Regions from separate parts of the Mus musculus genome. Here all the other regions are linked to region 1. The links are chromatin contacts, called in public HiChIP or PLAC-seq and promoter capture Hi-C maps. All regions are on one chromosome and are shown on one strand. The core of a region is the stretch at or near the end of the contact, and the rest is flanking DNA. Distances in the headings are between cores, read along the strand shown. Region 1 holds the start of Pxdc1 (PX domain containing 1). Region 2 overlaps Slc22a23 (solute carrier family 22, member 23). Region 3 holds the start of Eci3 (enoyl-Coenzyme A delta isomerase 3). Region 4 holds the start of Slc22a23 (solute carrier family 22, member 23). Region 5 overlaps Slc22a23 (solute carrier family 22, member 23). Region 6 holds the start of Eci2 (enoyl-Coenzyme A delta isomerase 2). Region 7 has its middle 22 kb from the start of Eci2.

Region 1 (2,989 bases), core at 161-2,660:
AGCCCCGGGAGGCCACGTACTGGGGGGAAGTCTGCTCAGAAGCTATATTGATCCCTCCTGCCCTACCGCTTACCCGGCTCTTTGCCTCACATTTTATTCTTCCCCCCTCCCCCGTCTCTATCAAGGTCTCTCTCCAGTTTCCTCCACTCTTCCAGTCCTTTTGCTGTCCTTAGGAAGCAAAGGGGAAGCCACTGCTGTTTGAGAAAAACAACAGTCACAGCCAACCAGGACCGTCACACGGCCTGAGAGGAGGCGGCCATGGCTAATCAAATCCGAATGCGGACCCGGCTCAGGGGTGGGGACCCTGGGTTGGCCGGACAGATCCAGGCGGGGCGGCCTCCTCCTAGGAGAGGTGGAAAAGATTGCTGCGTGGCACCTCGCTTTCAGGCTCAGCTGTCCCCGGGGCAGAATACAGATGGGGCCTCTACTGGGCAGGACCTGAGCAGCGATCATACCTGCTGCGATCACCCCAGTTTCGATACTCTATAACGGTCTCTACCCTTTCCAGCAAACCCATTCCAGCCTCTACTGGTTCTCCACAGCAGCTGGGACCCAGTAGCTGTCAGCTCTGGATGTCGCCTCCGCTTCTTCACTAGAGGCTCGTTCTTTGGGACAGTCAGGCGAGAGTCCTGCTGACCTTGTCCCTTTCCCCAGCCATCTCATTTATCCTCCAAGAGTGTGCGCCCCAGACTCCGTGCCGGTTCCCAGCCCTTTCTGAACGACCATTCAGGAAAGCCGGGGTCTAGGATGTCCTCCGTCAGGTGCCGAATAGTAGAGTTTTAAGTAACTCTTCCCGCGGACTTCATCGCACTTGGATGAGCTCCTCACTAAGTTCCTCCCCCACAAAGCCCCTCCCGAAAACCGCATCTCCCCGCATCCCCCGGTGCCCCCAGTCCCGCAGCCCCGCACCTTGCCGCAGCGGCGTGCGCGCCAGCTCAGACCGGTCCTCGGGGAAGGCATCGCGGAGGCGCTTGCACAGGCGGCCCAGGTCGGCGAAGCTGCGGTGCAGGTAGAGCACGCTGCGGTCCGACCACTCGGTGCGGATTTCGAAGAACTCCTCCTCATCGCCGCGCCTGCTGACGATGAGCCTGCGGATCCCGTTCACCCAGCAACCGCGCACGAACATGTTCACGAGCGACGTGCCCTCAAACACCGCCGAGGCCATGCCGCGGGCGGCGCATGCCCCTGCCGCCGGGGGCGCCCTCGGCCCCCGCCTGGGGTCCGCCTGGGCAGAGTGAGTCCTGGCAGGGGCGATCAGGGGTTCTCCGTGGGACGCGCTCGATTCCCGCAACGGCGGTTAAGAGTCCCCGTGGGGGAGAAGTTGGTGCCCCGCGAATACGCCGCAGCTCTGCGCTCACTCTGGGGCGGCTACGTGTGGCCCGCGCGCTCAGGGCGGCGCCGCCAGGAGTCTGTGGGACTGAACGGGCTGCGGCTTTATAAGGCACTTCCCATCGCGGGCGGCGACGTCGAGTCCCGGCTGCGGCGCCTCCCTCCTGCCTCCCGCTGACCCGCCGCGGGCGGTCCCGGCCCAGAGCTGCACGCAAATCGCCTCCTCCCTGGTCTGCCAACTGCTAGGCGAGGCTGGTCCTGCGCTCTCCCCGCGCGCAAGGCGACTTTCTCCTCGTTCCCACTCTGGATCCTCGGGATTCTCCAGCCCCGAGTTGAGCACTCTGCCAGGCCCACACGGGGGTGGGATCGACACGTCGCTGGAGTCCAGAGTCCCGGGGCGGCGCCGCATGGGGCGGGGACGCGGGCTCAGACCAAGCGGGAATCCGGGCAGAGGGACTGGTGCTGGTCCCCGCGCCGCCCTTGACTCGCCTGGTCTGGGCCGGGACTCGGGCTGACCCGCCCCGTGTCCCATCGGTTACCGGCGACTCCGCCCCGGGTCCTCCCGCGCATTCCGGTCGTGCCTTAGCTTGACGGAGGCCCGGGACGAGGCGGGACAGACAGACCAGAAGGCAAGACCGTGTGGTTCTTAGAAGAGGATCCCCAGGAGGGTTGTCCGCCAAAAGAATATGGGACAGAATTGTAGGAGACCGGGGTCTCCCCGGAGAGAGCAACTCAGGAGGAGCTTAGGAAGTCCCCCTTGGCAGAACGACCCACAGAGAAGGAATGTACCGCATGGCTCCCAATTGAAAAACAGTGTCTAGCATTAAGAATTGTAGCTTGGTTCCAGACATTCTTCTACCTACAACCTGGGAGAAAGACTATGCTTTTTATACGCTTCTAAATAGTCAGTGAACAAAGACGTTAGGCAACAGGTATTCCTTCTCTGGACCTCACTGACCCTGATTTCCGTTGACCGGTCATCCCCGGCAGGGGGCGGGTACTTAGATCGCTCGTGTCACTGCAGAAATCAGTCCTCCTATTTACCAAAAAGTTCTGCTCAGGCACGCCTATGCCAATCCCCACTACTGCCTGGAGCCATGTCCCTTCTGAAGCTGTCTCCTATCACAGCATCATCCCCAGGACCCCCCAGAAATACACTTTTTTAAGCACCCCATCTTTAGGGTAGAGTTTGCTGGGTGGGAACAACCAAGTCTCCAGTTCAGTTCGCTGCTGCTCGAGTGGCCTAGCTCTGTGAGGCTAGCCACCACTTTGAGTCTGTCATTCCTGGGCGCTGAAGAAAGTGTTTTCTTATTAATAGAAGTTGCTTCAAGAGATCTGGAAGTAAAACGAGATGGCAGAGTAAAAGCAGTCACTGTTGGGAAGTCACTGGTTAGAACACGCTATCTTTTATGCCGCTTAGATCATTCATTAATCACTTTTCTATACAGCCTAGAAACTTCATTTTACTACTTTAAAAAAAAAAGATGATAGGGGTCTGGAGTGCCTCACGTATGTAATTCAAGTAGCCCAGGCAGGGACAGGAAGACCTTTTAAAGCTGGAGGCCAACCTGGGATACCACAGTGCTTTCCAGGTTAACACACACACACACACACACACACACACACACACACCTCAGAACAAGAATAAACACCAAGTCCC
Region 2 (2,892 bases), core at 109-2,608, 410 kb before region 1:
GTTTCCTCCCGATCTTTAAGAATTTTTTAAAAGGTCGATTATCAGCTTGCATTTATTTTTCAGAATCTCACCGTCAACATTTCTCACAGTCATTGAAGACACTGCCTCCTCGAGGAGTTCCTGCAAGGTCTGGCTGGGAGGTGATGCCATTGAAGCCCTCACTGTCAGGCTGGATCTCTGGTCATTTCCCATTGTAGTCGCACTACCACACACCCATGCACACCAGCTTCCTTTGCATGACACTGGCTCCTTGTGCAGATGGATCCTTCTACTTCTTGCACCTCCATGGCTATCATAAAGAACACACATCAGATGATGCACTGGCAGTTGCCGGGCCTTGCATACCCAGGTTTCCTGCGACGTTTACTTCTAACAGCAGAACTATGGAGTGCTCACTAGGACTCCAGTGGCAGAGCTCAGCAACCATTTCCCTTGGTGAGAGGCAGCAGGACGAGATCAACCACAGAAGGGTGTCCTCAAATGTCATGGCTCTCTGTTTGGGGCTCCTGCCTCTCTATCTGGGTCTTCTGGACGTCAAGCTTTCTTCAGATCTCTTGGCCCTCTGTTTAGATGGCTTGGGTCTGTCTGGGTCTCCTGGGCTGCTCTCTTGTCTGTCCCTCTCTTGGACAAGAGCCCCTCCACTCAGTCCTCATACTTATGGGACACTTGTGATTCTTCTCAAGCCTACTTTTATTCTCCTGATCCTATCTCTCCAGACCTTGCTTATTCTTTCTCCTCCTCCTAGTCTCCTGCCCCCCACCCCCCATCTGGGCTGTTGCCCCTCTTACTAAGCCAGCTGCAATAGTCTCTTACAGTCTTCTCATCTTCCAACTAACCAGATACATTTTAGTTAAGACAGTCTTTTCAGGAGCAAACCTACTGTGTCTCCTTGGTAGTTCTCTTCTCCACTGAGAGTCTAGTCTTATAGCAGGGCACAGTAGGTCCTGTCTGAGGTCATGGGCCTCAGTGAGTCAACACTCACTTCTCTGATCCAACCAGGAGATGACCAAATACACACACACACACACACACACACACACACACACACACACACACACACACAGGAAAGGTCATTTAGTATCCCAGGAAGGGTCTTCACCTGATCATGAAGAGACAGCCCTTTCCCCAAGGAGCTACAGACCAAAAGTCCCCATACCTAGAGCCAGGGTGAGGCAGGAGTTGACTATCTAAGGTTTGCATCCTTGTTCCAGAGGGAAGCCAACTGATCCTCTTCCCTTCCACTTGCTTCCTCCAACCTCATCACCTGGCTAGAAATAGAAGCCAATCTCTCATTATCCCGCTGGAAAGTAAACAACTGCTCCCCCTGGGTAAACATGAAAGTCACCAGGTCTCCTCTGAGCAGGTCAATAAGGAAGGATGACGTTTCCTGCCTTGGCTGTAAGGACAGCAGGGCTTTCTACCCAAGAACTTAGGAGACGGAAGATTTCCTCTGGCCTCTTCTCCCACCTGTCATCTTTCCCCACCCAGTTCTCTGTGCTGGTGGGTTTTGTCCCCTAAGCCTTGAATAGCACAGAACTGGCTAGTGGGAATCCTGAATGCATTTCCCTCTCCTGTCTAAATCTAGTCCAAGGAATGACTCAACTCTTCTATCAAAACACAGGTCTGAAGCTACACGGCAGCCCTGTGGCCCCTGGCATTTGGGGTATTCTCTCTTTGATGTGAATCATCTGTAGTGTATCCCTGCAGGTGCTAAACAGGGTAGGAATATCCTTTCTTTCCTCTCCCGGCACCTCTTCAGAGCCTGGCTGGTAGTTAGCCTGTCAATGTTGGTATAAGCTGTTTTTATTATATTAGGATGCATCATCTCTCTTCCTACATATCATTGTGCTTCTGTTTGTCAGAGAATATTGAATATTCAACCAACCAAGTAGTTTAAATATCACACTGTATGGGGAGATAGAAAGGGAGAGGGGAGAAGAGAAATTCTTGAAACAACTTAGAAATGAGTTGAATGGGAAAGTGGGAAGAACTCTAGCATGCTTTACGAGGACAGGTTTGTTGCTTCTAATGCTCTCCCATACAACCTTTGAAGAAGGGACCCATACTGGGGTTTTAACTCCTCCATCACATGATGGAGATGATCACCACCAGGGAGTGTTAACTCTTCGTAGACTTCTAAGCCTGTGTTCAACAATCCGGAGGAAGAGGTAGCATCACAGATGCAAGATTCTTTCCAGACACTAGATGATAATCGTGACTGGAGACACAGGCACACGTGTGCATCTTCATTAAACTCTTAATCTGTATTATGTGCAATGCATGGAATGCTTTTGTTTTTTAAACACCGAACAAGAAGCATCAAGTGGACTCTAACCTTAATCTTCTGGGATGTGTTGTAGACTGACTGCTGTATAACCTTGCTGTCAAGAAGGGTCAGAAACTTAAGGAAACGACCCCTGCCCCCTGCCCCCTGCCCTGTTTTTGTACAATTCATGGCCAGCTTGGCGCTAAGAATGACATGACACTTTTAAAGGGCTGTGAAGCTTGTATGGAATTAAGATTTTAGCCCTCACAAACAATGCTTTGTTAGAACGAACACAGCTTTTAGCTTCATTCCAGACTGTCCCGGCTGCTATTGCATCTGAACAGCAGTGCATGTGAGAAGATGAGGCGGGAGGATTTGAATTTAAGGTCATTCTGGGCTATAAGGAAGGGAGTTACTGAGCTGCGGTAGCAGGCTCCCCACAGCTGCAATGTTTCTGTTCTAGCCTTTTATAGAGGTGACAACACCTGCCCCAAAGGCTGTGGAATGGACCATCTGACCAATTTGTAAAACAGGATTCAGAATGGGGTGTTCTTGTCATGTGCTTCAGACTTCTGTCAGAAAAGTCAGTAATGTTATTTTTAGAAACGCAAACAGTGGTTTTGTTA
Region 3 (2,740 bases), core at 112-2,611, 310 kb after region 1:
TAAATAAATAAATAAATAAATAAAAACAGGAAAAAAAAAAGAGACAGCTAACTGCAACCCTATAGGTGGAACAACAATATGAACTAACCAGTACCCCGGAGCTCTTGTCTTTAGCTGCATATGTATCAAAAGATGGCCTAATAGGCCATCAGTGGAAAGAGAGGCCCATTGGACTTGCAAACTTTATATGCCCCAGTACAGGGGAATGCCAGGGCCAAAAAGGGGAAGTGGGTGGGTAGGGGGGTGGGGGGTATAGGGGACTTTTGGTATAGCATTGAAAACGTAAATGAGCTAAATACCTAATAAAAAAATGGAAAAAAAAAAGTAGGGTTGAAGGTGCTGAGAACCAATCCTGGATCCTCTTAGAGGAGCAGTAAGCACTTACTGCTGAGCTGTCTCTCCAGCCCACACATTTTTTTTTTTTTTTTAAACAATGTCAGATCTCAGGCTTACATTGCTTATCTAGTGCATAGAGTCTTAGCTGTACTTCGTTGCCTGGGTCCTCCATCTCAAGTCTCACTTGGTTCATTGCATTTTCAAAGTCCTGCTGACTGACTCTCGGCTTTGGTCTATCCAGGTTCACCTGAGCCACTGGTAACCTGAAGACCTGCAGAGACTACAAACACTGGTTTCTATTTGTTCCTTGCCCTTCATTTCTGCAGCAGGATTGCCGATTTGTCCCAAACCCTACAGAGCAAAATGCCATAGTTATATTCTCTCTCTGCTGTCCCAATAATCTAGTTTCAAATGATCACTGAATAAAATCTGTCTACAGATTACAGATTTTTTTCCTCTACATTTTATTTGAATTTGACAAGGGTTATTCCAAGGAGAGAGAAAAAAAAAGACGTTGTAAAATGTAAAGGCTCATTTAAAGCAAATTTATTCAAATGGAGTGTAGGTTTAGATTTTTGAGTTACCTCTCTCAACTAGGTCAACCAATTGCTTGAAACCCACGCTGGTGATAAGGGATTACGCATCTGCTGCGCTCCACTTAGCTAGCAATTGGTGCTTGGACAAAGTGTCACCTTCGCCAAGGCACTGTCTCCCTTAGGAAGTCGCCTGCAAGCCTGAGTGCTTTGGTGACATGAGGTCGCTGCTAGTCCAGGCTTTCTAGGCGGCCTGAGCACATCCATTCGTACAAGACAGGCGAGGTCACTCTTTAGAGCTCTCTCGCTGGGAAACCGTCAAAGCAATATCCTTCTGTCCTGCTAGCCAGACCAGATGACAGAGCGGGGCGGCTCCGCGGGCCCGCGACAAACCTCGCTGGAGACTTTGGGCCAGACAGTAGAGGCTGCAAGCTTACCTAGGACACCAGCACCGCGTACTCTTCTGCTCAAGGAAGGAAGTTAAAGCCAGCCTTGAGGACAAACAGAGCCGAGACGCTTAAGAATGGGTGGAATCGGTGGGAGGAACTGGGCAGGGGGCGGATCCAGAAGTGAATCCTGAGTGGAACGAAAGACTCCAGGAACAGAGGAAGGCAGAGGAAAAGTGAGACTGGGGGCGTGGTCTGAGTTGGGCCCGAGAAGGTTTCAGGGATGGGCACTTGGTTGAGGAAGCAGAAGCATGGCGCATGACTCTGGCCGCAGAGGACAAGGAGCTTTGGGCAGAGAAGGGCCTATGGGTGCAGAGTTCAGTGAGTGAGCTCTGGGAATTGGGTTCAAAGAACAAGGTGCAGGGGATTGGATGCAGAGGGTAGGGTGCGGGGCTTTGGGGTAGGAGGCAGAGAACCGGGTGCTGGGCAGAGAGGGGAGGGTGCTGAACGTAGCCGATAATGGACTTCCCCGCAGAGTGCTGGGTGCAGGGGCACACACCATGGTGTTCAGCTTTTTGCTTTTTATTTTAAAACATTTGTTTCGAGGCAAAAATCTCACGATAAATTGCCTCACTTAAACTTTGCTGATCCTTCTGTCTCTCTGCCTGTTAAGTGCTTGGATTACCGTGGACATCCCAACCTATTTTCGTTTAGAATTGGGGTGCCCAGCCTCTCTGGGTTTCTGCAGCCCATGGTTTCTCAGTCCAGACAGTGTTTTACGTGGGAAATCTCTGACCGTTGGTTCCATTCTCCCGTTGTGATCCTGCTCTCCAGAGCAGGTCTCTTAGGACTATTTCTGACTAGCAATTTGTTCAGCCCTTGCCTGCTGTTTATTAAACACCATTTTTCATCTCCGGACAGTCTGCTTGACAGGAGTGAACCGTTGAAACCCACGCTGGTGATAAGGGATTACGCATCTGCCGCGCTCCGCTAACTAGCAATTGGTGCTTGGACAAAGTGTCACCTTCGCCAAGGCACTGTCTCCCCAAGGAAGTCGCCTGCAAGCCTGAGTGCTTTGGTGACATGAGGTCGCTGCTAGTCCCGTGTGTTTCCACCTGTGACAACGACTTTGGGGTCAGTTGCCACCTTTTCTGTAAGCTGTCAGAAGGGTTAACTCTGGCTCTATGCTTCCAGGTATTTCTTTTACAGTAAGCCACAGCTCAAGCAAAGGAATTGGAACTTCCTTGAATTGAATTGAAAGCACCAGGGAAAGTGGTACCAAGGTGACTGTGATATCCCGCTGTGTAATTGCCGGGGAGGGACCTATTATGACTCTGTTAGGCACAAAGGACTTTGTACTCTTCATTCTCCCTCCTGTATCCTGCTTCGGTTTAGTGGTGCTGCTCATCTATGAAACTGGAAGAGAACGGACCGCTCCCCACCCCCAACCCCTTTCCTTCCCTCTCCTCTCCTCCCCTCCTTCCC
Region 4 (3,173 bases), core at 520-3,019, 310 kb before region 1:
TACAGTCAGATCTCTGGGAAGGACAACTCATGGTTGGGGTGGGGGTGGGTTGGCCAGGGAACTTTTTAAAGGGCTCTGCTTCTTTGTCTATAACTTGGATTCAATTGGCTTTAATCTGTTCAAGGCACGTGTGGGGAGGCTGACATCTGCTAGAAAGAATATCTGAGAGTAGAACACTATTTCTCTTGGATAGTTAGTTCTTAGTGGGAGACACAGGGACAGGCAGCCTGCAGAAAGAACATGGCTATGTCCTGGCTCCAAGGAGAAGCCCTAGAAGAGGGATTGAGTCTTCCAGGGCCCCTGCTGAGCCATCAGTGAGTCTGACACCTTAGCTAGATAGAGGAGAGGATTTGAACCTTTCGGGGGAGGGGAGCCCTTTCCATATGTGCACTGGGACAGGAGTTTGTGTGGATATTAGAAAAGGCTAAGTCGGTCTCTTTGAAGCGGATGCAGCGTCACGGGCACCGCAGAGGGCGGCAAAAAAGCCTTGGCTTCACATCCAAGTAAGAGCATCTCCTTTGAGGGACAGCCGGGAGCCCAGTCAATGCGGGGTTGTGCGTACACAGGCTAACATTTTGGGTTCCTCAACTGGGTAGGTTTGGACCTAAGTCTGCAGAGAATGAGAGATGGAGCACAGAGCAGAGGCGACCGAGGTCAGAAGAAAAAGGTTCACAAGAAGAACGCGGGGACGCGGCGGTCGTGGCCCTTACCTTGCTGACCACGTTTTGGATGAGACCAGTGCGGATGCCGTAGTCCCACGCGTGGCAGTCGCAATTTGAGTCGTTGTTCCCCTTGCCTGGAGGGGATGGGAGGGGTGGTGTGTCGCTGCTGTTGCTTCGGTTGCTCGTGGTCCCCCAGGAGGCAGTGGAGAAGGGGGTGGCCGAGGGGCTGGTCCAATTGCCCATGTCACCCCATCGGCCGGTGACAGTGGCACCCGCCAGCTCGGTGCCTTTGCCGGCCCCGCGGCACCAGAAATCGGGCTGGTCCAGAAGGAAGGAGTCCGAGAACTGGCTGAAGCCAATGAACAGTGCCGGGATCCAGGTGAGCACCACCAGGGTCTTCTGGTAGCCGCCGCCCAGGCCCCCGAGGAAGGGCAGCACGGAGCCATCGTAGTCCAGCAACAGGAGGCTCGGGGCGGCTGTCGCCGCGCAGCAGCTCGAGTGCGGGCCGCCGCTGGGGTGCAGCGCAGGCAGTGGCTGGATCTCCGCGCTGCTGCCGGAGCCCGCGCGCCCTCCGAGGGGCGCCGAGGCCGCCGCGTCCCCGGGCGGCAGGGAGCCGTTCTCCTCCGCCGGGGCCGGCTGCCGCCCGGCACCACTACCCGCCGCCTCACGCCGCCGGTCTATCGCCATGGCCAGGGCCCGCGGCTCCCGCAGAGGCGCATAGAGCGCGGCGGAGCTCGGCGGGCGCCCGGGCACAGCGCCGCCGCCGAGGAGGAGGGCCCGCGGCCGGAGAGAGTGCTCCGGGCCCGGCGAGTCAGGCCACCCCCATGTCACCCGCGCACCCCCGTGCCCTGGGCGCCGGGCAGAAACCGTTCGAGTCCTCAGCCGCCGCGGCTCATCCGCGCCGCGGCCCGGGCGCCCGCCTAGCTACGAGGCTCTCCGCTGATGCGCGCCGGCCGGGGAGGAGGAGGAGCCGGACCCGCGCCCTTGTCGCGACTCGGGGCCCTGCGGGCACCGGTGCGCGTTGTGCTGGGGCCGCCGGCGGCCGCGGGTTGGGAGATCCTCCACGGACTTCGGGCGCTCCCGGAAGCCGCAAGCTCGCAGCCAGCCTGCGGAGCCGGCCGCGCTCTCGGCTCACCGAGCCGGCCTCCGCCTCCCGCCCCGGCCCGCCCCCTCTCCCCCCGCCGAGGTGGAGGTAACCGCGGCACCTGCTGCGCCGCTCCTGCGCACGAGCGCCCCCTCCAGCCGGGCCGTGTCGCCACCGCCCGGACAGACGCAGGGGCGGGGAGAGGGACACCCGGGCCGCTGCAAGATCCCTGGTGGTCTCTGGGCGCGGGGGACGGGGGTCACCAAGGAGTCTGCACTGGCTGGGAGTGAGAGGACAGTGTCGTCTGCCAGTCTCAAGTCCCACAGCCGCAAGGGACCTCGCCCCGGGCACACCGGCTCTCCGTGACCTCTGTTCGTTTCCGAGGTGCCTGGCGGCTGGCACCCCACTCCTGGTCTTGAGCCCAAGGGTTGCCTGTCTTCCAGAACAACCTTCTGTTCTTCTTCCAGACTCAAATAAGGCAGCTTTTTATGGTCACGGAGCTGGGGCAAGGAGGCATGTTTGCCAATTTTAGGATGACAGCCCCTTACAACGCTGGGTCACACACGACCTACTGCAGCACCCGCCCCAAATCGCCATTTCTTTCTGTGCTCCAGAATGAATGTCAAATAAACACAACTCTAGAAGGCTAGACCTTCAACAGAAGCCACACACTCGATACAAACGTGAATGAGGGCGGCCTGCCCCACCCCCTCCCCAAGGTCTCGGAATCACAATTCCTATGCTCTGCGCACAGGCGCGCACACATCTACACCTCACAGGAGATCCAAATGCTCTTGGCACTCCAGACTCCAGAGCCAGCCTTGCCCAGCTAGCACTATATAAATAACACCAGCCCTGCGGCAAACGGCCGCATTAGCATATCTTCTCCTGCGTGCCAGGCCTGACACCAGTGAGAATTATGCGGCTTTCATCTTAGCCTCACTACATTCTCGAGACATTTCATATTCTGAGAAGTTTATTAATGGAATTAATGGAAATCTTAAATGGAGCAATCTATCTCTAGTCTTATTTAGCACAGGGGAAGGAAGCTCGCGTTCTTTTCCCAAAAGCATATCCTGCGAGTACATGTATGGAATGCGTTCTTTAAGCATCTCCGTTATTTTCTCAGCTGCATGTTGTATAATTTAGTGGGAGACTTTTTTTTTTTAAGCATGCAGCTCAATGTTCCAGTCAACATGTACTTACTGCTGAAATTCTGACACGTGGAGAGAACTATTTCTGAAGACTGCCAGAGAGCTGGACTTTGGGGAACCCAACTGTGAATTTTCCTGAGTGGCTGGGAAGGGGAGATTAGATAACAATAGACGGAAGAGACACAGGCTGCAGAAGACACTAAAGGTCTGGGAAACCCAGTCTGGAAATTTAAGCACATTTAATGACATACTTGAGTGAGAATGTCATTATGA
Region 5 (2,859 bases), core at 137-2,636, 440 kb before region 1:
AAGTCTAGACGCTATCCTGTTCTTTACTGCTGGTAACGCCATACAGCAGGTGTGAAAGCTACTCTTTGAAAATTGAGGTGTATAGCAACTAATAATCTGAGCTTGAGTTCTCTGTTCTATTTTAATTCATTTTTTGGGGGGGAGGGTAGGAAGGGGGGGGAACGTGCTGTGAGCTTTTCCTAACTTGTCACCGGAATTCTACATGAAATGTGAGCAGTTTGGATGCTTGCAAATGACTTCTTTATATTTTTATGTCTTGAGTTGATTCAAACAAGCACAATGACTCTGAAGTGGTCCGTGTGCTTTACAAGTCTCAAGTCTGAGATGAAATACGGTAATGTGAAAGAACATAAAAACAGAATTTGGGGTCGTTTGATGAGAAGGTAATAATTAGAACTTTTCTCATTTTCGGAAATTTGCAATAAAGAAAATTTTGTTATTTCAATTTGTAGTAATAAATATATACAACTGATTAAAATTTTAAAAAACTGGTACATGGTATAAGGATGATCATTAAGGTTTAAAAGCAATGAATTGTCTTCTTGTCCAGTGGGAGAATCTAATATCAACCAGCTTCCTATCAGGACAGCCTTTTTTGTTCATTAATATATCACTATACAAAAGAAGGGATTTCACTATAACACTTTCATTAACATACATCACACATTAGATCGTATGCCTCATCCCCCTTCTCACCCCTCGCTTCTTTTCCCAAGCAGTTTCTTTCTGTTTGAATGCCTTACCTACTTGCTCCTGAATCTAGATTCTACACAGGAGAGAAAATTCACACTCTTCATCTTTCTGAGTCTGATGATGACTTCCAGTTTTATCCACATTTCTGCAAATGTTAGAACTTCTAACATTTAGAAATGGCTAAAACTCCATGTGTATATACACAACATATTTCTAAGTTCACCCATTGATGGGCACCTAGACAGACTCCATATCTTGCTATTGTGCTACTGTAAGCATTGGGTGTGCATGTCTCTGTGTTCATTGACTCGGTCTTTCTAGTGTACACACCCAGGAGAGATAATAGCTATGCACTGGCAGCTTTTTAAGAACCCTCACACTGATTTCAATAGAGGCTTGGGCTGCCTTTTGGAGAGTTCATTAAACACACACGCTGGTGAAAAGCCAATTGGGCAGTTCTCTGAGTAAAAAGCATGTGTGTCCTGTTTAATTCACTGCACTAGGACATTTACTCATAAATAAAGTACAGAAAGGAAATAAAACCACCAATGCTTTATTAAATTAGTTGTACCCTTAAGTCTTTCCTTTATTTGTTTTGCAAAGTGTTTAATTTTAGGGCGATACCCGTGTACACAGACACACCTTCCTGCCTGTGATTCAACAGTGACATCATTCACAGAATAAACATGTATGGAGCAGTTGGAGTCATTAGGGCAAAGAGCCACACTTTAGGCTGCAAGAAGTTATTTTGTTGGGAAGGAAAGCATACTAAACACATACTGCACCACTGCCTATGTCCCAGCCCAGTGTGGAACTTCGACCAAGCAGGCATACAGGCAGGACACAAAATCGAGCCCAGAGAGGACAAAAGGTCAGTATAACTTCATGGAGATGACCTTTCCATATGTGCATACGAAAATGAGTGTAGAAGGAACTCAGGGCACTTCTGATTCAAAGAGATAACTCTAGCTCTAGTTGTTGACTCTCTGGGTATGATCATGTATGGAACAGTTAAAAAAAATTCTAGAGGGGCTGGCAGGATAGCTCAGTGGTTAAGAGCACTCTTTCAAAGGACCAGAGCTCAGTTCCCAGCACTCACATGGTCGCTAACAATCATCTGTAACTCCACTTTCAGGAGATCCAACATCCTCTTCTGGCCTCTATGGGTACTACATGCATGTGATGCACAGAGATACACTCAGGCAAAATACCCATTCTAATCAAGATAGATAAAATCTTAAAAAAAATCTAGAGAGTCCTCAAAGAAAATAAAGAAACAGCAACAGACTCAAAGGTCTGAATGGAATTAAACACAATTGGAAGTTATTCAAAGGTGTCCAGTGTGCTTCACGAACTGAGGTCCCATAATCCCCTGGGAAAATGATAGTAGAAATACACCAGAAAGTTGCTGTGATGTTAAATGAGTCCGTTATTCATCTGGGTCTCAATTTCTCTGAATCTGTGAAATGAGATCAGTAGACTGCCACAGAAGCTTTGGCAAGCTAGAGCCCCCATCTTATCTGCTGAGATTTGAGGCTAAAAGTCACCTCTCAAAGGCAAAACTATGCTACATTGTGCATAGCATCCTCATAGTGCTTGCTACAGGCTCAGGCCACTTGGTGTCCAGCATCCTCATAGTGCTACAGTCTCAGCCACACTGTGCACAGCATTCTCAGAGTGCTGCAGGCTCAGGCAGGGCACACGAAGTCTTTGACATTAGCCTTTTTACAGTGGACCAACCCTGCATACATAGGGATTGACATGACCCTAAATGTTACTCTGTTCATGCCTTTAGCAGATAAAGACCTGAGATTTAGCTCCCATACAGACACACCTATAATCTGTAACATTATATTGCATGCAGCTGGTGCTCATCCACCCACAAACCCCAGTTAATATTCTCCACTTTCTCACTCTTCCTCCTGTGGAAGTGATTATCAAGCCATAGAAATCAGAAGGTACACAGGGCATGAAAGGGGCAAAGCTGTACAGGGAACTGATTTGACACCATTTGCAAGTGATACAGAAAATGTGGTACTCTGACAGACAAAGTGGTGCAGACCTATAATCTCAGCGCTTGCCAGGCCAAGGCAGGGTGATAGCAAGCTGGAGGCTAGGTCGGATTAGAATAGTGAGTTCCTGGCCAGGATGGATCATTTGGCAAGA
Region 6 (2,793 bases), core at 124-2,623, 340 kb after region 1:
ATTATTCTCATTAGGAAGGGCTCAAGCAGGCTCCAAACATGTGAATATAAATGGTGTATCTTCCAAATCTCTTTATTCTGGAGAGAAGCAGAGGAGGCTACTCTGTGCTTTAATAGCATATAAAGGCCTAATATGAAAAACAAAACAAAATAAAGCCTGCATACATACACCCCAAAGGGGAGCCAGCCATGCAACCGGAATGTTAGAAACAGTGTTAGAAACGTATCAGAAACGTATCAAATTCAGGAATCATTTGCTCAAAATGCGTTTAAGTTACAACAGAGCTCAGTCTATTACCTGCTTGTACAGTGCATAGAGTCTTAGCTTCACTTCGTTTCCCGGGTCCTTCTTCAAGAGTTTCACCTGGTTCAATGCATTTTCAAAGTCCTGCTGACTGGCTCTCATTGTTGGTCTGCCCAAGTGCAGTTTAGCCACTTGTAATCTGAAGACCTGCAGGACACTACAAATAGTGGTTTCTGTTTGTTCCTTGCCCTTTTATTTCTGCAGCAACAGGATTACTGATTGGCTCCAACTCATGTTGATCAGAACAGCATGCATCTACAACAGAGGCAGGCGGATTTCTGAGTTCAAGGCCAGCCTGGTCTACAAAGTGAGCTCCAGGATATCCAAGGCTATACAGAGAAACCCTGTCTCGAAAAACAAACAAACAAACAAACAAAAACAACAACAACAACAAAAACCCCAACAGTTTCCCTAAGTAAGCAACTTCCCACTGACGCTTATTGCACGCTCATTCAAATGGAGGGTAAGTTTTGCCTTTTGAGAAAGTCACACAGCGGTTCACTTTGCTCCATAGTTCTTTGGGTTATTACTTATGGAGCACTCTCTCCAGCCACTTCTCTGAACAAAGTGAGCTTACTGCTTGAAACCCCACACTGGTTCAGCAGCGCTCAGAGCTAACTAGCAATATTGGACAAAGTGTCATCTTAGCCAAGGCACTGCGTGCGTGCCCTAGGAAGTCCCGGGCTGGGCCTGGAGGCCTGGGTGCCCCGGGGACCCAAGCACCGACGGAGGCGACCGGAGCGCGTCCATCCTTACCCTTTGGGACTCAGCAGAGGAAGAACCTTCGAGGTCACTCTTTAGAGCTCTCTCGCTGGGAAATCGTCAAAGTAATATCCTGCTGTCTCGCTAGCCAGGCCAGATGACAAAGCGGGCGGCTCCGTGGGCGGGCGAAAATTCCCGCTGGCGACTTTGGGCCGGAGAGTCGAGGCTGCAAGCTTACCTCGGACACCAGCATCGAGCCCGACTCCAGGTCACTGCCGCCATAGCTAGATACTGTGGTCAAACTGAGCCCGGAGGCTTAGGCCCAGCAGAAACTGCAGGGCAAGACCGGGAAGGGGCGGAGCCAGAGGTGCGCTCCGGGCGTGGGTGGGGCCAGGGTTCAGGGGCGGGGCCAGGATGTGAGCTCGGCCTGTGAAAGGACCCGGGGACAAAAAGACTGGCGGAGATAATCTTGGATGTGAGCCCTGGGCAGGGGTGCGACTAGCGACTCCTTCAGAGTTGAGAATGGGCGGGTTTCGAGGAGGAGCCTAGAATGCCTGGCCCAGGTCCAACTCCGTACAAAGGTGATTGGCACAAGATCTGGCAAAGAGGGACAGGGTACGGAGGCGGTTCACTGTGTTCTTCGGAATATTAATCAGAGAGCCTAAGCATATTTATTTACAAACCGGACAGCTCCCAGAATGTTTAGTTAGGAGCACGCTCCTGAGCACGTTCAGTCTAAGGTCATGGAACATTATGTTTAAAAGATTATATGGACAAGAGTGCTCCTGGATATGCTTATCTTGCACAATTAAGTTTAAGCTGAACATGAAACGGTATAAGCTTCATTAATGTAGGCGTTTGCCCCTAAGGTGATTCTCATGCTTAGCAGAGGCCACCTCCAGTAAACACCACGTCTGGCTGAAGATTGGGGTGGGGGTGGGGCAGTTCGCAAGGAAAGGGAACCACACTGAGCAGAGTATTAGTTGAGCTTGAGGATCACTGCGCCCACGTTAAGAAGCTCTTGTAGTGTGTGAGACCTGGAACTAGCATTGTAAAGTACCTTCATAGTGAGTCCTAGACCTCCCTGCCGACTCAAATGATCCTCTTTGCACGTAGATAAAATTCTTGATATGAATATATATATGTTCTGTGCTAAGAGTAATAGAGAGCCACGGAAGAGCTAATTGGTAGAGCTAGAGAATTGACTAGGCTATTTGAGAACAGTCGTGGCTCTTGCAGAAAGCCCGGGTTTGGTTTCTCTGAATCTACAGGGTGGGTCATAACCATTCATAACTCCAGTTCCAAGGGGACAGACACATTTTATGACCTAAACAGCCCTCAGACACACAGATGGTATGCATAATACCAGTATGCAAAACCAATTACATAACGACAGTTAAATAAATAGACAAAGTAAAACAAAAAAGTTACAACAAATACATTTTTTTAAAAAGAGCCATTGGGTATGCTTTTGATCTACTTTACAGTGCAGTCAAGATGCCCGGGCATGTCTCTGAGAGTTTTGTTTCTGTACTAGAGTGAGAATGGCAGAATCCTCCTCAAGATCTCACCAGAGTTCGAATCTCCACTCCTGGTTCTTATAAAGACCTTGGAGAAGGAGGTGTGTGGGTCAATTAGGTCCTACCTTAGAGGCTTGACTGCACGTGAGCAGTGCTGTCTAAGAAGGGATTTGATACAGACACCCAGGCCTGGTGGTCACAAGAGCCAGGAAATGTTCCCAGTGAAACTGAATCTTGGGGGTTCTACTTCACAGGGTCTGCTCAGTAT
Region 7 (3,058 bases), core at 255-2,754, 360 kb after region 1:
TCCACACCACAGATAAAACAGGAGGAATTTCCCTTATGTGCAGAATTTGGAGTTCCTCTTTCCTTTCTTTCAGCACTTAAAGACTTTTTGCATTCCGGCATGACTTTGGGTGACTCCTTCATGTCCTCTCCTGTCTAATATTGGAGCTGTTGCTCCGTGTACACATGCATCGTCTTCCTGCTGTCTTTCCCACCTTTTTGTTCTTCTTCTAAGATCTTTCTATTCTTCCAAGAATCTATGGCACTCAGATTGGCTGCCGTTATACAATCCCCCTGCCTCAACTTCCCAGGTGCTGAGATTAAAGTTCATATATCCTGCTTATGATTTTTGAATTGTCTTTGTCCTTCAGCTGTTTGGTTTTGATATATGTAATCATTTTTATCTTGTTTCGGTGCTTGTTGAGATTCCTAGATATGCCAATTTATCTCTCCTACTGCGTTAGAGAAGTTTTTAGTCAGGAGCTCTGTAAATATCTTGTCTGTCTCAGTCCAGTGTCCTTACCTTTTCTCTGTGCATGCAGTGCTGATGAGATGCCTATCCCCACTTCATGTAGCTCTTTTACATTTTGTACATCATTTTGGTATCTTTTTTTTTCCAGATTAACTAAACTCTACTGCTCTACTTTCAAATTTATTGATACAGTCTTTTTTTTTTTTTCTCAATTTGCTGTGGTGCCTGCATTGTGCCTTTTAAATTTTGAGATATTTTCCTTTTTAAATTCTTATTTTTTTCTTTTGGCTTTTAAGTTTAATATGCCCATTTGCGTGGTATGCATGAAGATGGTGATGGTTGCTTTTTCTTCCCTAATCTTATTGGTTGATTTTGTGCCTTACAGGTTTGGTCTCTTGTACTTGACTTCTCAAATTTTTCTGCCTGCAGTGGGACTCTATTTCCTGCACTGCCCTGGGCACAGGGCAGTTCTGCACTCAACAGTGTCAGACGAGAGACATGACTTGGGTCCCCAGCTGAATTACGAATCCTCTTTCCCAACAGTGTTCTCTTCAGTTGTGATGAATGACCTGAATCATGTTAAAATAGTGGATTCACTGATGGAAAACTCACAGGTCCTATCCAACCACTGTCACACTCTAAGCATCTTTAGTTTTATGGCAGAGAAAGTTAGCATGCACTTCATTTCCTTTAAGATCTTAAGCCCAATTTTTATTGAAAATAGTCTTCATAAATCTAATGACATGCTGTACTGAGATGTCATAGGATGCCAGATGGAATTAATGTATTAAAGCATTGCTATCAATCATAGGCCAATAGGACAAATAACTCGTTTATGAGATTCATGTACAATGACTCCTTTGCCACAGGCATCTGTTTCATGGAGGAGTTGGCAACACTGGCAATGTTGACATATTGGCAACATTCATTCATCAGTCATGTCCCCATAAAGTATTTATTGATCATTTTGTGGGTGCCAGGCATTAGCAAAGGACACTGGAGTAAAGTTGAGCCTTTGCGGTGGTGCACTGTGTAGCTCTGGAGTGATGAGTTGGCTGTGGATTTCAGGCTTCTGCTCCTCTTGCTATACAGAGTAAGGACAAAAATTTCCACTAGTATCAGTTCCAGGAAGCCACACAATGATCATTTTGTATTGTGGGTTCACATGTTTGCTATGCAACATTAGCAAAAGTTCAATGATGATGAAATTCAATAAGTTATGCTCTGCATCATCAATGAGCCACCATTGTTTACAAGTATCGGCTACAGAGTACACTGTTTTTGTTACTTTACTGACATGGTGGTGAAGCCCAGAGTCCATGTAGATTTCACAAGGCCTTAGAGTTAGTGACTCTGTCATCTGGGAGCTCAAATTTATGACCACAGCGATTCCCCTGTTAGTTATTCTTATGAATGAACAGAGTTAATAAGAATTTTAATGAACATTAAAATTGAACATGAGGTGTTTCTGGGAGGCAGTCTTCTTTTTTTTTTTAAGTTAGGAAATGTAAATCATTTATCAAAACTCTAATCTTAAGTCCCATGTAGTGACTGTTGCTTTATGGGTCACTCACCCAGATATTGATCTTGCTCCTTTCTAACCGATGTTCCCCACATATCTGTTGAGTCCTTAGAAGATGAGCTACATGTTTAGTAAGTAGGGAGAACCATTTTTTTTTCTGCTAGTTTTCTGGAATGTGCTTCTCTTGGTTTCTAAGTGAAATGAGTTAGCACTTCATTTCGTACCTATAGAAAGTATCAGCCAGTTTTTTGAGTCAAGCAAAAAGTTATGGCATCAATAGCAACAGACTCCAGTTATCAGAATAAAGACCCTCTCATTTGGAGGCTGTGCCACCCCACTGAACACACTCAACTAGAAGACACTATATTCTTCAGCAACTAATACCCAGTATAGCAATACAACCATAAGATAGCTTCTATGAGATTTTCATTTTTTTTAATGAAATGGATAAACATTTGATCTGAGGTTTTGCTTATTGAGGCAAGGAAAGTTGCCAAGTTTCACACATATCTTTAATATCAACACCTGGGAGATGGAGGGAGAAGGATAGAGTTCAAAGCCAGCCTTGGTTATATAGCAAAATTGAATCCATCCTGGGATACATAAAACTCTATCTTTAAAAAGTTAAAATCAGACAGTCCCATTGGGTTGAGCCTCTGCAGGGGTGATGTCTCAGGGTAGGTGGCGTGTGTTGAATGAGTCCACACATCTAATGTCAGGGAGCAAAAAAAGGTGGGGTGGAGTACGTGGAATGAGAGAGGGGAGAAGTAAAGAGAGAAAGAGGAACTTCATCTCACAGTCCCTGTAAGGGCGCACCCATAACGACCGTTCTAAGAACCTCTAATTGGCCCAACTCTTAGAAGACCATCATCCCTTACTGTGATGCTCTGATAACAAGACTTAACCACACCAACCTCAGTGGTATAATCTTGTCATTTCACTGGGATGTCTAAAGTCCTATTTGATTTCTGTGAATTACTTCCTTAGGCATAGAACACTCCATCAGGCAGAGCAGTGCCGTCAGGACCTTATAATCCATGTGTCCAATCATCAGACAGATGGGAGTACTCAAAAGTTTATTGTTCC

The links. Promoter capture Hi-C pulls out the DNA fragments that hold promoters and counts their contacts. HiChIP or PLAC-seq counts read pairs in DNA pulled down with a chosen protein or histone mark. Capture Hi-C pulls out chosen DNA fragments and counts their contacts.
Region 2: a FOXA1 HiChIP or PLAC-seq map of pancreatic cancer cells shows a contact between it and region 1. The contact joins the enhancer-like site here to the promoter of Pxdc1 in region 1. A contact is called at or near these places in 4 of 39 promoter capture datasets (embryonic stem cells, hippocampal neurons and liver), 9 of 115 datasets of contacts at active chromatin or transcription factors (embryonic forebrain, embryonic midbrain, embryonic stem cells and 4 more) and 3 of 9 other capture datasets (adipose tissue, embryonic tail and liver).
Region 3: a promoter capture Hi-C map of adipose tissue shows a contact between it and region 1, with 3 times the contacts expected there. The contact joins the promoter of Eci3 here to the promoter of Pxdc1 in region 1. A contact is called at or near these places in 18 of 39 promoter capture datasets (the 3T3-L1 cell line, 3T3-L1-derived adipocytes, the C10 cell line and 11 more), 51 of 484 Hi-C or Micro-C datasets (the AtT-20 cell line, B cells, the Ba/F3 cell line and 30 more), 11 of 115 datasets of contacts at active chromatin or transcription factors (astrocytes, bone marrow-derived dendritic cells, embryonic forebrain and 3 more) and 3 of 9 other capture datasets (adipose tissue, embryonic stem cells and liver).
Region 4: a contact with region 1 is called in a FOXA1 HiChIP or PLAC-seq map of pancreatic cancer cells. The contact joins the promoter of Slc22a23 here to the promoter of Pxdc1 in region 1. A contact is called at or near these places in 6 of 39 promoter capture datasets (the HPC-7 cell line, cranial neural crest, embryonic stem cells and 2 more), 5 of 484 Hi-C or Micro-C datasets (cumulus cells, embryonic stem cells and group 2 innate lymphoid cells), 9 of 115 datasets of contacts at active chromatin or transcription factors (embryonic forebrain, embryonic limb bud, embryonic stem cells and 5 more) and 1 of 9 other capture datasets (adipose tissue).
Region 5: a FOXA1 HiChIP or PLAC-seq map of pancreatic cancer cells shows a contact between it and region 1. The contact joins the enhancer-like site here to the promoter of Pxdc1 in region 1. A contact is called at or near these places in 20 of 39 promoter capture datasets (the 3T3-L1 cell line, 3T3-L1-derived adipocytes, the C10 cell line and 12 more), 5 of 484 Hi-C or Micro-C datasets (double positive thymocytes, embryonic stem cells, hematopoietic stem cells and 2 more), 18 of 115 datasets of contacts at active chromatin or transcription factors (craniofacial prominence, embryonic basal ganglia, embryonic forebrain and 11 more) and 4 of 9 other capture datasets (adipose tissue, embryonic stem cells, liver and 1 more).
Region 6: an H3K27ac HiChIP or PLAC-seq map of embryonic stem cells shows a contact between it and region 1, with 7 times the contacts expected there. The contact joins the promoter of Eci2 here to the promoter of Pxdc1 in region 1. A contact is called at or near these places in 12 of 39 promoter capture datasets (the 3T3-L1 cell line, 3T3-L1-derived adipocytes, the HPC-7 cell line and 7 more), 3 of 484 Hi-C or Micro-C datasets (hematopoietic stem and progenitor cells, muscle stem cells and pre-B cells), 7 of 115 datasets of contacts at active chromatin or transcription factors (embryonic stem cells, extraembryonic endoderm stem cells, heart atrium and 3 more) and 3 of 9 other capture datasets (adipose tissue, embryonic stem cells and liver).
Region 7: a promoter capture Hi-C map of liver shows a contact between it and region 1, with 2.7 times the contacts expected there. The contact joins the enhancer-like site here to the promoter of Pxdc1 in region 1. A contact is called at or near these places in 3 of 39 promoter capture datasets (embryonic stem cells, liver and stem cell-derived epiblast-like cells), 2 of 15 datasets of contacts at CTCF or cohesin (embryonic stem cells and stem cell-derived epiblast-like cells), 13 of 484 Hi-C or Micro-C datasets (the G1E-ER4 cell line, cerebral cortex, cochlea and 5 more), 3 of 115 datasets of contacts at active chromatin or transcription factors (astrocytes, embryonic stem cells and stem cell-derived neural progenitor cells) and 2 of 9 other capture datasets (adipose tissue and embryonic stem cells).

Annotation. Positions count from the first base shown.
Region 1 is chr13:34,651,271-34,654,259 of GRCm38.p6, forward strand. It overlaps Pxdc1 (PX domain containing 1), which reads right to left and starts at 1,411. Exons shown (of 5, transcript NM_025831.3): 1 at 910-1,411. The coding sequence starts at 1,165. Gm15908 (predicted gene 15908) reads left to right here and starts at 1,653. Exons shown (of 4, transcript NR_105041.1): 1 at 1,653-1,958.
Region 2 is chr13:34,245,728-34,248,619 of GRCm38.p6, forward strand. The region is part of intron 3 of Slc22a23 (solute carrier family 22, member 23); the gene reads right to left. Among named protein-coding and RNA genes, the nearest start is that of Gm52037, 49 kb to the left of the region's middle. Within about 2 kb of position 1,359, at least 46 of the 459 cell types and tissues checked have an H3K27ac peak or open chromatin away from gene starts, as enhancers often do. A contact at or near this core is called in epiblast stem cells and pancreatic cancer cells, where this site is marked.
Region 3 is chr13:34,962,448-34,965,187 of GRCm38.p6, forward strand. It overlaps Eci3 (enoyl-Coenzyme A delta isomerase 3), which reads right to left and starts at 1,362. Exons shown (of 9, transcript NM_026947.4): 1 at 1,307-1,362. Gm16984 (a long non-coding RNA gene) reads left to right here and starts at 1,503. Exons shown (of 3, transcript XR_873227.2): 1 at 1,503-1,636; 2 at 2,177-2,389.
Region 4 is chr13:34,343,449-34,346,621 of GRCm38.p6, forward strand. Slc22a23 (solute carrier family 22, member 23) reads right to left here and starts at 1,770. Exons shown (of 10, transcript NM_001382849.1): 1 at 711-1,770. The coding sequence starts at 1,349.
Region 5 is chr13:34,206,880-34,209,738 of GRCm38.p6, forward strand. The region is part of intron 4 of Slc22a23 (solute carrier family 22, member 23); the gene reads right to left. Among named protein-coding and RNA genes, the nearest start is that of Gm52037, 10 kb to the left of the region's middle. Within about 2 kb of position 1,387, at least 18 of the 459 cell types and tissues checked have an H3K27ac peak or open chromatin away from gene starts, as enhancers often do. A contact at or near this core is called in pancreatic cancer cells, where this site is marked.
Region 6 is chr13:34,992,771-34,995,563 of GRCm38.p6, forward strand. Eci2 (enoyl-Coenzyme A delta isomerase 2) reads right to left here and starts at 1,374. Exons shown (of 10, transcript NM_001110331.1): 1 at 1,244-1,374; 2 at 298-460. The coding sequence starts at 1,287.
Region 7 is chr13:35,014,762-35,017,819 of GRCm38.p6, forward strand. It overlaps a transcript of Eci2 not described here. Among named protein-coding and RNA genes, the nearest start is that of Eci2, 22 kb to the left of the region's middle. Within about 2 kb of position 1,505, at least 3 of the 459 cell types and tissues checked have an H3K27ac peak or open chromatin away from gene starts, as enhancers often do. A contact at or near this core is called in liver, where this site is marked.